Linked DNA regions of Sus scrofa: regions 2 and 3 are each linked to region 1. Evidence: chromatin contacts called from public targeted proximity ligation data. All regions are on one chromosome and are shown on one strand. The core of a region is the stretch at or near the end of the contact, and the rest is flanking DNA. Distances in the headings are between cores, read along the strand shown.

The links.
Region 2: a contact with region 1 is called in a targeted proximity ligation map of alveolar macrophages. A contact is called at or near these places in 2 of 2 datasets of targeted methods (alveolar macrophages and skeletal muscle).
Region 3: a contact with region 1 is called in a targeted proximity ligation map of alveolar macrophages. A contact is called at or near these places in 2 of 2 datasets of targeted methods (alveolar macrophages and skeletal muscle).

Annotation. Positions count from the first base shown.
Region 1 is chr4:15,053,611-15,057,389 of Sscrofa11.1, reverse strand. The region is part of intron 3 of MTSS1 (metastasis suppressor protein 1); the gene reads right to left. Among named protein-coding and RNA genes, the nearest start is that of NDUFB9, 58 kb to the left of the region's middle.
Region 2 is chr4:14,866,721-14,871,078 of Sscrofa11.1, reverse strand. No RefSeq gene overlaps it. Among named protein-coding and RNA genes, the nearest start is that of MTSS1, 64 kb to the left of the region's middle.
Region 3 is chr4:14,801,049-14,804,928 of Sscrofa11.1, reverse strand. The region is part of intron 2 of LOC106509966 (a long non-coding RNA gene); the gene reads left to right. Among named protein-coding and RNA genes, the nearest start is that of ZNF572, 80 kb to the right of the region's middle.

The DNA of each region.
Region 1 (3,779 bases), core at 485-2,984:
AAAAAACTTAAAAAGATTTTCAAAAATAAACCCTGAAAGCTCCCCAGGACAAAGGAAGCATAACTTCCCTTCTGCCACAATGGCGAGCCTGACATGTTTCCATCCTCAAGGAAGAGAAAAACATGCAGAGTTTCCTGTGCAGAAGCTGTAGTAAGGGACAGTCCAGCTCATGTTCACGGGATGGCTGATCCTGCGCGGTCAGCAAACGCTGGGGAAGGTCGGCGACACGTTTCGGGGAAGATGTCCTTATGCCCACGCAAGGTGGAAGGTACTGCAAACTGTTGTTGGCCGACAATCTTCCAGCCAATCTCACATGCCCCCGCTTCTCCCACTTCACGACTTTTTGCAAAGCAGAAAAAACAAGAAAGAAAGAAAAAAACCAAAAAAACAAAAAAAAACACCCCCCACACAGTCCTACCACCATCTGGTGGCTTCAGACCAGCAAGCACGAGATTCTGGTGTGCACCGGACTGGCAGCCACAGAGACTGATATTCCTCTTTCTTTGTTGCTGTTTTAAAAGCCAAGCGAGAATGGTAATATGGAAACACAAAAACACGGACATGCACACAGTTCTAGGAAAATCCGTCGTAGGAGCAAAGGCATTCTGGTGGGGGACTCTCCCTGCCTTCATTACCGAGAGTATGGTGCCTGGTTGAAAAGGCGCTGCGGGGGGTCACCGGGGAAATGCTGCTGGCTCCCTGCCACCGTGCACTCCTGCTGTGCAGGGTCTGCCTCTGTTCCATGCACGGGCGCAGAAAGGTGCTCCCACTGGAGCCAGGCTGGAGCAACTTGGGGGCGCCAGGTCACAGCAGCAAAGCAGAGGGGGGCTGATGTGCAAAACCACATGTCAGTTTCTTAGCTTGTGAACCTGAACTGTCGGGCAGATAAGATGCTCACGGCTGCTGGTCTGCGCATTATCTCCCAGGCAGCTTTCAGGGCAGGCCAGATAAATCAGAAGGCAGCCTGATGACCAGGAAACCGAAGAGGGCGGCGCTTGTCTTAGGGATTAGAGTAAGGGCCTGAAGCCCCATCTCCCCCAAAGGGATGAGACCCCACTGTGAGCCCCTGAGGCTGCCTCTTTAGCTGCCCTCTCACTCTGCCTCTGCTGGTGACCAGACTAACCATGTGACCAACAGTTTATCCTTAAAACCTCCGGGGTCTAGAATCCGGTTGCCCTGTGTGTTGCTGGCCTAGCAACGACTCTATAAGGGGCTTCTGTACCTCCCTGAACTATGCCAGAATGTGCTGACTTTACCATCTCCCAGGAAGCAATCTTGCTACTTTCCAAGTTATTAAGACTAGCCACCACTTACTGAGTGCTGGTAAGCTAACAGGCTCTTGCAAGCACATTGTATTCAATTTTAAAAATCTCATTATACTCCCCATACAGGCATCATTATAAGGCAGGATTATTAGCTTCATTCTACAGATGAGGGCAAGGGGGCTCAAAGACGTCATCTGTCCAAGGTTGCACAGGAGAACCCAGGATTTGCATCCACAGCTGAGCCCAATGTTAGGACTTTTTTTTTTTTATTATGATTAAAGTATAGTTTGATTTACAATGTTGTGCCAATTTCTGCTTTATAGAAGCAGAAAAAAAAAATTCGGTTACCCAAACATCCGTGTGATCAGCCAGACTCAAACCACACTGCTGCCACTTCCTTGCTGGACTGTGTGTGGCCTGGCTGGTCTGCAGGCAAGGGCCTGGGATCAGGTGGGACGTGAACTGTCTCTGCATGCGTCACTTCCTGCCAACTTCCTGTGGCACCAGGATACTCTTTATTCATGCAGAGGACACTTCCCTAGTTGCCAGGAGAATCCTTCCCCAAATCACCCTTCCAGCTACTGACCCGACCTGGGAGGGACCACTATTACCAGAAATGGCCATCCCCTCTTCAGCTTAACTCGGCACCCCCTGGTTTTCTACAAACACTGTCGTCTCCTAAAACAGCACATCATGGGACATGTGCACATCTCTGGACATAGTAGGTGCTCAACAAACCTAAGTGGGACCTGGGAGACACGCCAAGCTTCGAGTTCTAGGCTTAGAACACTGGCTTTTCCCAGTTCTCTTAGGACATCTTCCTCTTCCTCACTCTTTTTCCCATCCCTACCCCTCACCCTACCTATCACTGCAATAAGGAACTGATCAGGAGAAGCTAAGATGTAAGATTCTAAGGGGGAACTGGTCACATGTAGATGGTGACCCCACCAGTGGCCTTGGAAACACAGCCAGAGTTCCATCTGGTAGCTAACTGCCTCGCCAAACTCATCTCAGGTCATGTAAACAGACTTCTTACCATCTTATTTCTTTCTATTTCTATCTCAAGGGGTTCTGCATCGATGTCTGGATGTGTTTTTTGTTTTTCTTTTTTGGCCACCCCATGGCATGTGGAGTTCCTAGGCCAGAAATTGAATCTGAGCTGCAGTGGTGACCTATAGCATAGATGTGGCAATGCCAGCTCCTTAATCCACTGTGCCGGGCCAGGGATCGAACCCCTGTCCTTACTGCTGCAGAGACATCACTGGTCTTCTTGTGCCACAGCAATAACTCCTGGATGGTTTCTGATCAAAGGGTAATTGAAACTCCAACCCTGGCCCAGCCAACAGCAGGCTGGCTCTTACAGAGAAAGTAGATCTAAGGCTCCAGCAGGTAGAAAAGCAGCCCAGTGACCAACCAAAGTGTCCTTGGGACCCTACCAGCCAGGCCAGCCCTATCCTCCTGCCCTCCATGCAGGGTGCCAACTGGTTCCCCCGTTGAGTCTCAAGGTCAAGAGCAATAATGTAGATCCAAAAACCGTTCCCTTCTCCACACAGGTCTTGGCAGGTGAAACCCAAGACGACCAGGTGTCCTGGACTTGGAGAGACGTAACTGCTCCTCCTGTTGCACCCCCATAGGACAATGGGGGGAGAGGCTTCTGCTGGGACAGGTGCCTGCTGATAACGCTTCCACACCCCTGGCCAGATGGCCTCCTGCCAGCAGTGAAATGGCAACTCTCGGTCCAGAGGAAAGAGAAGGCTTGGGAGCCTCCGAAGATGTTTGAGGGCAAAGTGGCTCAACGGAAGCTGAGGGTGGGTCACAAAGTGGCTCCTGGTTCCCACTGGCCTCGACCTCCCCCCACGTCTGGGACATTAAGAAGCTCTCTGTGCAGCAAGGTGAGCATGGAGCAGTCTTTCCCCTCTGCCTTGTGGAGAACTAGCAGCTCAGAGGGATGGGGTCACCGAGGAAAGGAGAGAAGGTGACAAGGAGGGCACCAGGCCGTCACCTCCCCGCTCCCAGGCATGAACACGTGTTGCCGCATTTGTGGCACTGTCCTGGGCTTATTACTTCTTGGGCCTCTGTCCTTCATGGACAGGTGACCTCCTGGTGGTCAGTGACAATGTCTGAGCCACCCCTGAATTCCTAATGTCTGGCAAGATGCCTGACCCACCTCTGACACATTTCCTGGTAGGGCATTCAGGGATCAAGAAGGACTCAACAGATATTTTGCTGATAAAGGAAACCAAAGAAGAAAACAAAAGTTTAATAATTGGATGATATATATCCTATTCTGAAGAGCTGAGCTAAGTCTGAACTCCCAGGAGACAGTGAGAAGAGGTTCTTTATGGGTCTTAGACTCACCCGTGGATCCACTCTGCTTCATGATATGAAAACAAAAGGGAAAAGGACTTCTCAACCCAAAAACTGTGAGCTCTGGGAGGCCTGCCTGGTTCCAGGTTCGATATCACCCAGGAAAAGAGCATGTCTAAATGCTAATTTGATAAAGAATATTTAATT
Region 2 (4,358 bases), core at 94-2,593, 190 kb after region 1:
GCACCATTCAGCCCAGGCTTATGAGGGAACTTAGCACAATAAATGCTCAGTAAGTGCTCAATAAATGGTAGCTTTTGTGATTCTTGCCATTTCCTTTATTACACAATTTAACACTGTGGTGGAAAAATCAGGAAAAAACACATTCCAAAAGCACCTTTTGTGAATTAGGGGTCCCTTTGTTTAACGGAGCAACATAGACTTGAGCTTCAGGCAATGTAATTTACTCATAAAATCACTGTGTTTGGTATAAATACAGAACCGAGACCAAGAAAAGAACTGAAAAGTGTTGGGTTCAAAAGCTGATGAAAATTCAGATTTCCTGTGCGTTGCCTGTGACAGCTGGAAGTTGGAGACGGCTCCTCATGAGGGGCTGGAGAAGTAAGAGGAGAGATGCAGTTGGAAGCAGCGACCTGGAGCATTTATAGGAATGTAGGCTGTACAAACACAGTTGTGTGAAAGGAGTAAGAAACAGGGTGAGATCTGAAGATGGTAATGGTCCACGCATTAAACACCCAGGTACACACACACGTGCACACGAAGGAACATTCCAAGCAGGGAAGAGATTGGCACACACATATTGCATAACTGGAGGGTTGATACAAGGACTGTCGACAAAGGCGGGGGCAGTCTTAGGAAAAGTAATCCTCCACGGTGAAGTGCCCCGGAGCTAGGAACAGCCCTGTGCCTCACCATGCCCTTGACCTGAGGGGCCGAAAGAGCTGAGAGAGCTTCCTGGAGAAGACACCCCCTCAGGAGCCACGGGGTGTAGCCAACACCTGCTCGCGCCTGAAGCCCTTACTCCCCGGAGGAAAAGGGAACAAGTGCCCTGGCCTCTCCTCCTGCCACCTTCCAGCTCCCCTGATGGGGCTTTTCATTGGCCAAACCCACTGAGAAGCCAGAGGGCAAGCAAGCTGCTGATGCTCACCCTATGGACGAGTTGCCAGGGGCCGGGAGCTGGACCAAGAGAAATGGGGAGTGGATCTGGAGGTGCAAATGGAAGTCACCCAGTTCGACCTTCTAGGACTTGAATCAAACACATTAGGACGGATGTGAAAGGGGAGAGGGGAGAGGGAGTGAGGACTTGGCGTGTAAAGGAACATACGGAAACAGGAGCTTTTGGTCCTGATGTTGAGGATAACCGTGTCTTGAACGGAGGAATGTAATTAAATCAACTCTCGAGAGTTCCCACTGTGGCTCAGAAGTAACAAACCTGACTAGTATTCATGAGGATGTGGGTTCGACCCCTGGCCTTGCTCAGTGGGTTAAGGATCTGGCATTGCCACGAGCTGTGGTGGAGGTCGCAGAAGATGTGGCGTGGATTCTGCGTGGCTGTGGCTGTGGCTGACAGCTGCAGGTCTGATTCACCCCTAGCCTGGGAACTTCCACATGCCCCGGGTGTGGCCCTAAAAAGCAGAGAAAAAAATCAACTCTCAGCATGTGAAGTCTAAAAGAAAAAGTAAAAAAAAAAAAAAAAAAATACAATAAAAAAAGAAAAGAAAAAGCAAACCCGACATTTGGGGAAAGGTAGCAACCATACTACAGAAGCCTTTTCCCCTGGCGCTGTTTGTGTTGTACTCAGGGCCTCTCCCCGTGAACTCAGGGCTGGAGGGAGAACTGACTTCTTGTGTGAAAGAGTGGGTTGGTCACAGGAAGGGGCCCAGGGCGAGGACTCTATGATGGGAAACAAAAGCAGAAATGCGTGTGGGCAGGAGAATGGGTCTCGGGAGTATTTTTAAAATCTGTTTATCGAGAAAAAGGAAGAGAAGACATGGAGGCAATTAGGAAGGGATAGTATTTCTCTCGTAAAAAAGAAAATAAAAATACGTCCCAAGGAAAATGTCTGGCAGACAATACACCCAAATGCGAATAGTGGATGTTTCGGGGTGTGAATTATGAGTAGCTTTTTATTTGATTTGCTTTCCAGTATTTCCTGATTTTTTGTGAAGTAAACCTGAATTATTATATAATGAGAAAAGAGTTGAGTAACAAAGGTAATAATATCTTTGCATAACCTTCGTAGCTGAGAATTGGGATTGATGACATTTGAAAAGTGTCTCTGCTCACTTTCTCCTCCTTCCTGTTCTCCAGGTTCTGCCCCCGACTCACCTGCTCAGGGGAACAGAGTGATTCAGCCACCTGCAGTGCAAGGTCAGGGAGATGACCTGGGCTTGGTCAACAAGACGGTTCTCAATATGATTAAATTATAGCCACCTCTTGAGAACATTCTTTGCCTTCTAGCAAGAGGCTGAGCAGGGATCACAAAGTAATCCTGCTTAGGATTTGGTACTTGTATTAGTTTCCTAGGGCTGCCCTAACACGTTTCCACAAGCTGAGAGACTTACAACAAAAATGTGTTGCGAGTTCCCATCGTGGCTCAGTGGTTAAAGAATCCGACTAGGAACCATGAGGTTTCAGGTTCGATTCCTGGCCTCGCTCGGTGGGTTAAAGATCCGGGGTTGCCGTGAGCTGTGGTGTAGGTGGCTCGGATCCCGCTCAGACGTGGCTCGGATCCCGCGTTGCTGTGGCTCTGGCATAGGCCGGTGGCTACAGCTCTGATTAGACCCCTAGCCTGGGAACCTCCATATGCCGTGGGAGTGGCCCTAGAAAAGGCAAAAAGACAAAAAAAAAAAAAAAAAAAAAATGCATTGGCTCCTAGTTCAGGAGGCAAGAAGTCAGAGATCAAGGCAGAGTAGGTTCCTTGTGGGAGCTTTGAAGGAGAATCTGTTCCATGCTTTTCTCGCGACTTCTGGCAGCTGCTGGCGATCCTTGGCCTTCCTTGTTTGTAGCTGCACCAATCTCATCTCTCTGCCTCCATGTCACATGGCTTCTTCCCTGCGTGTCTATGTATTTCCAAGCTCTCCCTCTTCTTGTAGGGACACTGGTCGTTGGATTTAGGGCCCATCTTTATCCAATATGACCTAATTTAACTTGGTTATGCCTGTAAAGACCATATTTCCAAAGAAAGACCACAGTACAGAGAGCCGAGATTAGAGACATCAACGTATCTTTGGGGGGAACACAATTCAACCCAACACACAATGTTGCAATTTGCAAAAAACTGACAAATTGCTTTAAAAGAGAAAGTTCATACTTGGGAATTTTCCTAGTGAAATAATCAAGAATATTTTAAACCTTCTTATTGAAGTCTAATATAATACAGGGAAGTGCAGAAATCATGTGTTCAGCTCCATGAATTGTCACAAAACGACACACCCATCTAATCAGCACCTAGACCAGGAAGCAGAACGTGACCCACTGCAGAAGTCTCTCTCTTGTTCCCTCCCTGGATCCTCACCTCCAGCGCCTGCAACTGCATAGACGCAGTTGGCCTATTTTGGAACCTCACATCTGTGACATGATGCAGTCTCCTTTTTTGCATCTGCTTTCTTTCACTCACTGTTAATGTTTGTGAGACTCACTCATGGTATGGGCAGCATCCGTTTGTTGGAGGCTAATTGCTCTCAAGATTCCATTCTGTGACTGTTCCATAGTTTACTCTTGGTGGATGTGGGGGTTGCTGCTGTTTTGTTTTCTGCTCCCGTGAACAGCGCTGCTGTTAACATTCTTGCGTCTTTTGGTAGCTTTGTGTACATACCGTGGCCGACTCTCCCCCCAGGAATGGGGCTACTGAGAAGTGTGTGCTCAGCTGCGGTAGGTACTGCCGAGGCCTTTCAAAGTAGTTGTATCAGTTCCTACTTTCACCCGCTGAGCATGTGTTCAGGTTTCTCTCCATGATCACCAGCCTGTGGTGTTCTCTCTTGAATTTTAACCATTCTAGTGGATGTGGGTATGTTTTGAAGTAAAATGTTTAGGAGTTCCCGCTGTGGCTCAGGGGAAATGAATCCGACTAGGAACCATAAGGTTGTGGGTTCGACCCCTGGCCAATGCAGCATTGTTCATAAGAGCAAACAAAACAAACAAGCAAAAACTGAAAATGGTTGACACGAAAAGATGCTCTTAATATATTAAGTTAAAATGAAGTTACAAAATTCTAGAACCAATTTTGTATTTTTTTTTTTTTTTTTGTCTTTTCTAGGGCCGCACCTGCGGCATCTGGAGGTTCCCAGACTAGGGAGTCTAACTGTAGCTGCCAGCCTACACCACAGCCACAGCAATGCCAGATCCTTAACCCACTGAGCGAGGCCAGGGATTGAACTCACAACTTCATGGTTCCTAGTCGGATTCGTTAACCATTGAGCCACAATGGGAACTCCCATTTTGTATTTTTTTAAAGAGAGATGGAAAGAAATGTGTGCATCTCTGTCTCTTGCTCACCTTCTTTCTCTATGTCCCCTTAGTGTGTTCTGATCCTTCTGCCCCAAATGCTTCTCCCCTAACTCTCTTCATAGATGCTCATT
Region 3 (3,880 bases), core at 884-3,383, 250 kb after region 1:
TTACAGGAACTGCAGCATAAAAATTTGATGTTAACCTTATGGCTTAAATTTAATTATATTTCATGTCTGTGTGTTTTCCTTTGTCAGGCATCCTATTTTTTTAAATTCTGTAGTGCAAATTTGGAAATGCTACTCAAATCATTATTTGAGTGAATCAGGGTAAAAACTAATGCATGCAGCTACACCCACTGCACATCTATGCAGGAGTTCAGCCCTCACCTTTCGTAAGTTATCACTGGGTCATCACCACGGGGGTGTCCTACATTTACCTCCATCACAATACATCCAAGCAGTACTTAGCATCTTTCCCCTAAATGATCTCCTTTACTTAAATTCCTCTTTCCACGAATAGCCTAACCACATGTGGATGATTGCAAAAAAAGCTAACAATCTTTCACCCCACCCCTGTATCCTCATCCTGCTGGTTTATCTTTCACAACTTCTTGACATCTAGTCAAACGAGTCATTCCATACTCTCCAAATATGCCATGTACGTTTCCGTCACCATGTCTTTGCTCATGTGATTTCTTCTGTCGGAAATGCCCCCCACCAACTCCCCACCTGTAGGAATGCTTCCCATGCCTTAAAGCTCATCTCAGCTGTCTTTCCTTGATAATGTCTGGCCCCATCAGCCAACAAAATGAGAGTATCCTGTGCTCGCAATCTCACTGATCACATTTGACTCAATTGACCTTGCATTTCGCCTTTCTCATATTTACTTTAGCTCCCCAACATTTAGAGAGCCCCTTAGGGAGCAAAGACCATGCCTTACTTTGCTTTTTTTGTTTGCAGCACCCAACTCTTTCAGGCACAGTTTTTTGTTTTGTTTTGTTTTTTGTCTTTTTGTCTTTTATAGGGCCACACCTGCGGCATATGGAGGTTCCCCGGCTCGGGGTCTAATAGGAGCTGTTGCTGCTGGCCTACACCACAGCTCACAGCAACACCAGATCCTCAACCCACTGAGCGAGGCCAGGGATCGAACCCACAACCTCATGGTTTCTCGTTGGATTTGTTAACCACTGAGCCATGACAGGAACTCCCAGGCACAGTTTTGAATTGCCCTGAGCCTGAAGTTCATCACAGGTGAGCTTGACTACTTATCGAATGGGAACAGTTGTATGCCTGGCTCCTCCCTCTCCATCACCTGTCACAGCGACAAACTCTTCAGGCACCTCCGCCAACATATCCTACACCTAGACTCTCTTCGCAAATTCTACTGCCTTGGTTCAGACCTCATCAACTCTCACAGGGACAATTACAAAAGCCCCCAATACTTCTTCCTGTCTTCAAGGCTGGTAACTCTAAAATATACATCCCTCCCTTGGCTTAACACTCTTCGGTGGCTTCCTCAGGGCAATGAGATAAAAGGCCAAGCTCCTTTCATGGTATAAAGGGTTCTACATAATCTAGCCTGGCCTGTTTTTCCTGTCTGGATACCTCTGAAGAGCTACACTTTTTCTGATCATGCATTCCTTTCCACCCTACTTAGAAAAATAAGCATTGATTATTTTTGTCTGCTGTGGTGAGCATTGATTGTTTTTGTCTGCTCATTCCTTCTCTCTTTCTTTGGGTACCATAGCCTACCCTCCTTAGAACCTAGGTGGCATGTGACCTATGCTGACCTGTTAGAGAACTCCATTCTCTTCCCAAGGACATAGTCCAGTGAGAACCTTTCTTGAGATTTTCTTCTTCTTTTTTCCTTTTTAGGGCTTCACTTGCTGCATATGGAAGTTCCCAGGCTAGGGGTCGAATCAGAGCTGCAGCTGCCGTCCTGTGCCACATTAGCAGCAATGTGGAGTCCAAGCCGTGTCTGGAACCTACACCACAGCTCATGGTAATGCAGGATCCTTAACCCACTGAGTGAGGCCAGGGATCCAACCTGCATCCTCATGGATACTAGTCGAGTTCTTAACTCACTGAGGCACCACGAGAACTCCCCCTTTCTTGAGATTTTCAATGCGGAATTGAATGAGACATTTAGAGCTCAGAGCGGCCCACATTTCTCCCTGTGAAAATCAAGGCATCAACTCGGAGAGACAAGTAGAAAGAAGGTTCTAGAAGCAAGTCCTCCACACGGCCCTGGACACCCTGGCTCTGGTTTCTAGGCTAATGCCAGGCTTGCTTGCTCACTTCTCCTTTCTCGTCCACGAGCCACCACATGAGCCTTCATTACATGTAAGCATTTGGTTAATCTTTCTCTGAAAAAGATTGTAAACTCCATGAGTGCAGGAACTATATTTATTTTCTTGGCCACTCTCTCTCCAGCACCTAGATTCATATTTATTACTTGTAGGGAAGGTCTGTGGAGGGGGGGCCGAGGGGTATTACAACCTAACAGGTGCATTCCCAGAGGGTCATTCAAGGTGGACTTCTCATGGACCGGTACTTGATTCTGTAGTAAAAGAAGGAACTGCTTCCTCCTCCTCTGAACTCTGTGTAGACAAGTTATCAGCTCAAGTTAAGATTTTCTTTCCGGTAGTGGACTGGAACTTTGCATTTCCAGCCACAACGGGCAGACATTATCTTGACAGTGTAATTTTTGAGGTGAGGGGATCTCACATTATTTCTGAGACCTGAGTTTAGTTCCTCAGGCTCCTTCTCCAGCTAGATACCAAGTTCTCAAGGGTAGGTATATATCCAAGAGAACTGAAAACATATGCCCATGTAAAAACTTCCACATGAATGTTCATAGTGCCTCTATTCATAACAGCCCCAAAGTGGAAACAGCCCAAATGTCCATGAACTAATGAGTGTATAGACAAAATGTGGTCTCTCCATGTAATATACCATGTGGTATTACTCAGCCATAAAAAGAATGAAGTGCTGGAATTCCCATCATGGCTCAGTGGTTAACGAACCCGACTAGTATCCATGAGGACTCGGGTTCAATCCCTGGCCTCTCTCAGTGGGTTAAGGATCCAGCATTGCCATGAGCTGTGGTGTAGGTCGCACATGCGGCTCATATCTGGCATTGCTGTGGCTGTGGCATAGGCTGATGGCTACAGCTCCAATTTGACCCCTAGCCTGGGAACTTCCATATGCCATGGGTGCAGCCCTAAAAAGACCAAAAAAAAAAAAAAAAAAAGTGCTAGCACATGGTACATGAATGAACTTCAAAAACATGATCCTAAGTGAAAGAAGCCAGTCACAAAGGACCATGTGTTATATGATATTATTTTTATCAAATGTCCAGCATGGACAAATCCATAAAGACAGAAAGTAGAATAGTGGCTGCCAGGGACTAAGAGGAGCAGAGATGAGGGGTGACTGTTAGGGTGTGGGGTTTCTCTTTGGGGTGATAAAAATGTTCTAGAATTAGATACCAGTAATGGTTACACAACCATGCAAGTACACAAAACCCCACAGAAGTGTATGTTGTAAAAGGCTGAACTATATTATATGTGAATTATGCCTGATTTTAAAAAAATTCTTGGAGTTCCTGTCATGGCACAGCGGAAACGTATCCAACTAGGAACCATGAGGTTGCAGGTTCGATCCTTGGCCTTGCTCAGTGGGTTAAGGATCCGGTGTTGCTGCGGCCCTGTTGTAGGCCGGTGGCTACAGCTCCAATTAGACCCCTAGCCTGGGAGCCTCCATATGTCAAGGGTGCGGCCCTAAAAAGACAAAAAAAAAAAAATCCTAAGGGTAAAAAGTCTAACACTTTATATATATATATATATTTTTTGAGATGCATCTTCTTTTTTATTACTCAAATGAATTTATCACATCTGTAGTTATATAATGATCATAACAATCCAATTTCACAGGATTTCCATCCCACAGCCCAAGCACATCCCCCCACCCTCCAAACTGTCTCCTCTGGAGACCATAAGTTTTTCAATGTCTGTGAGTCAGCATCTGTTCTGCAAAGAGGTTCAGT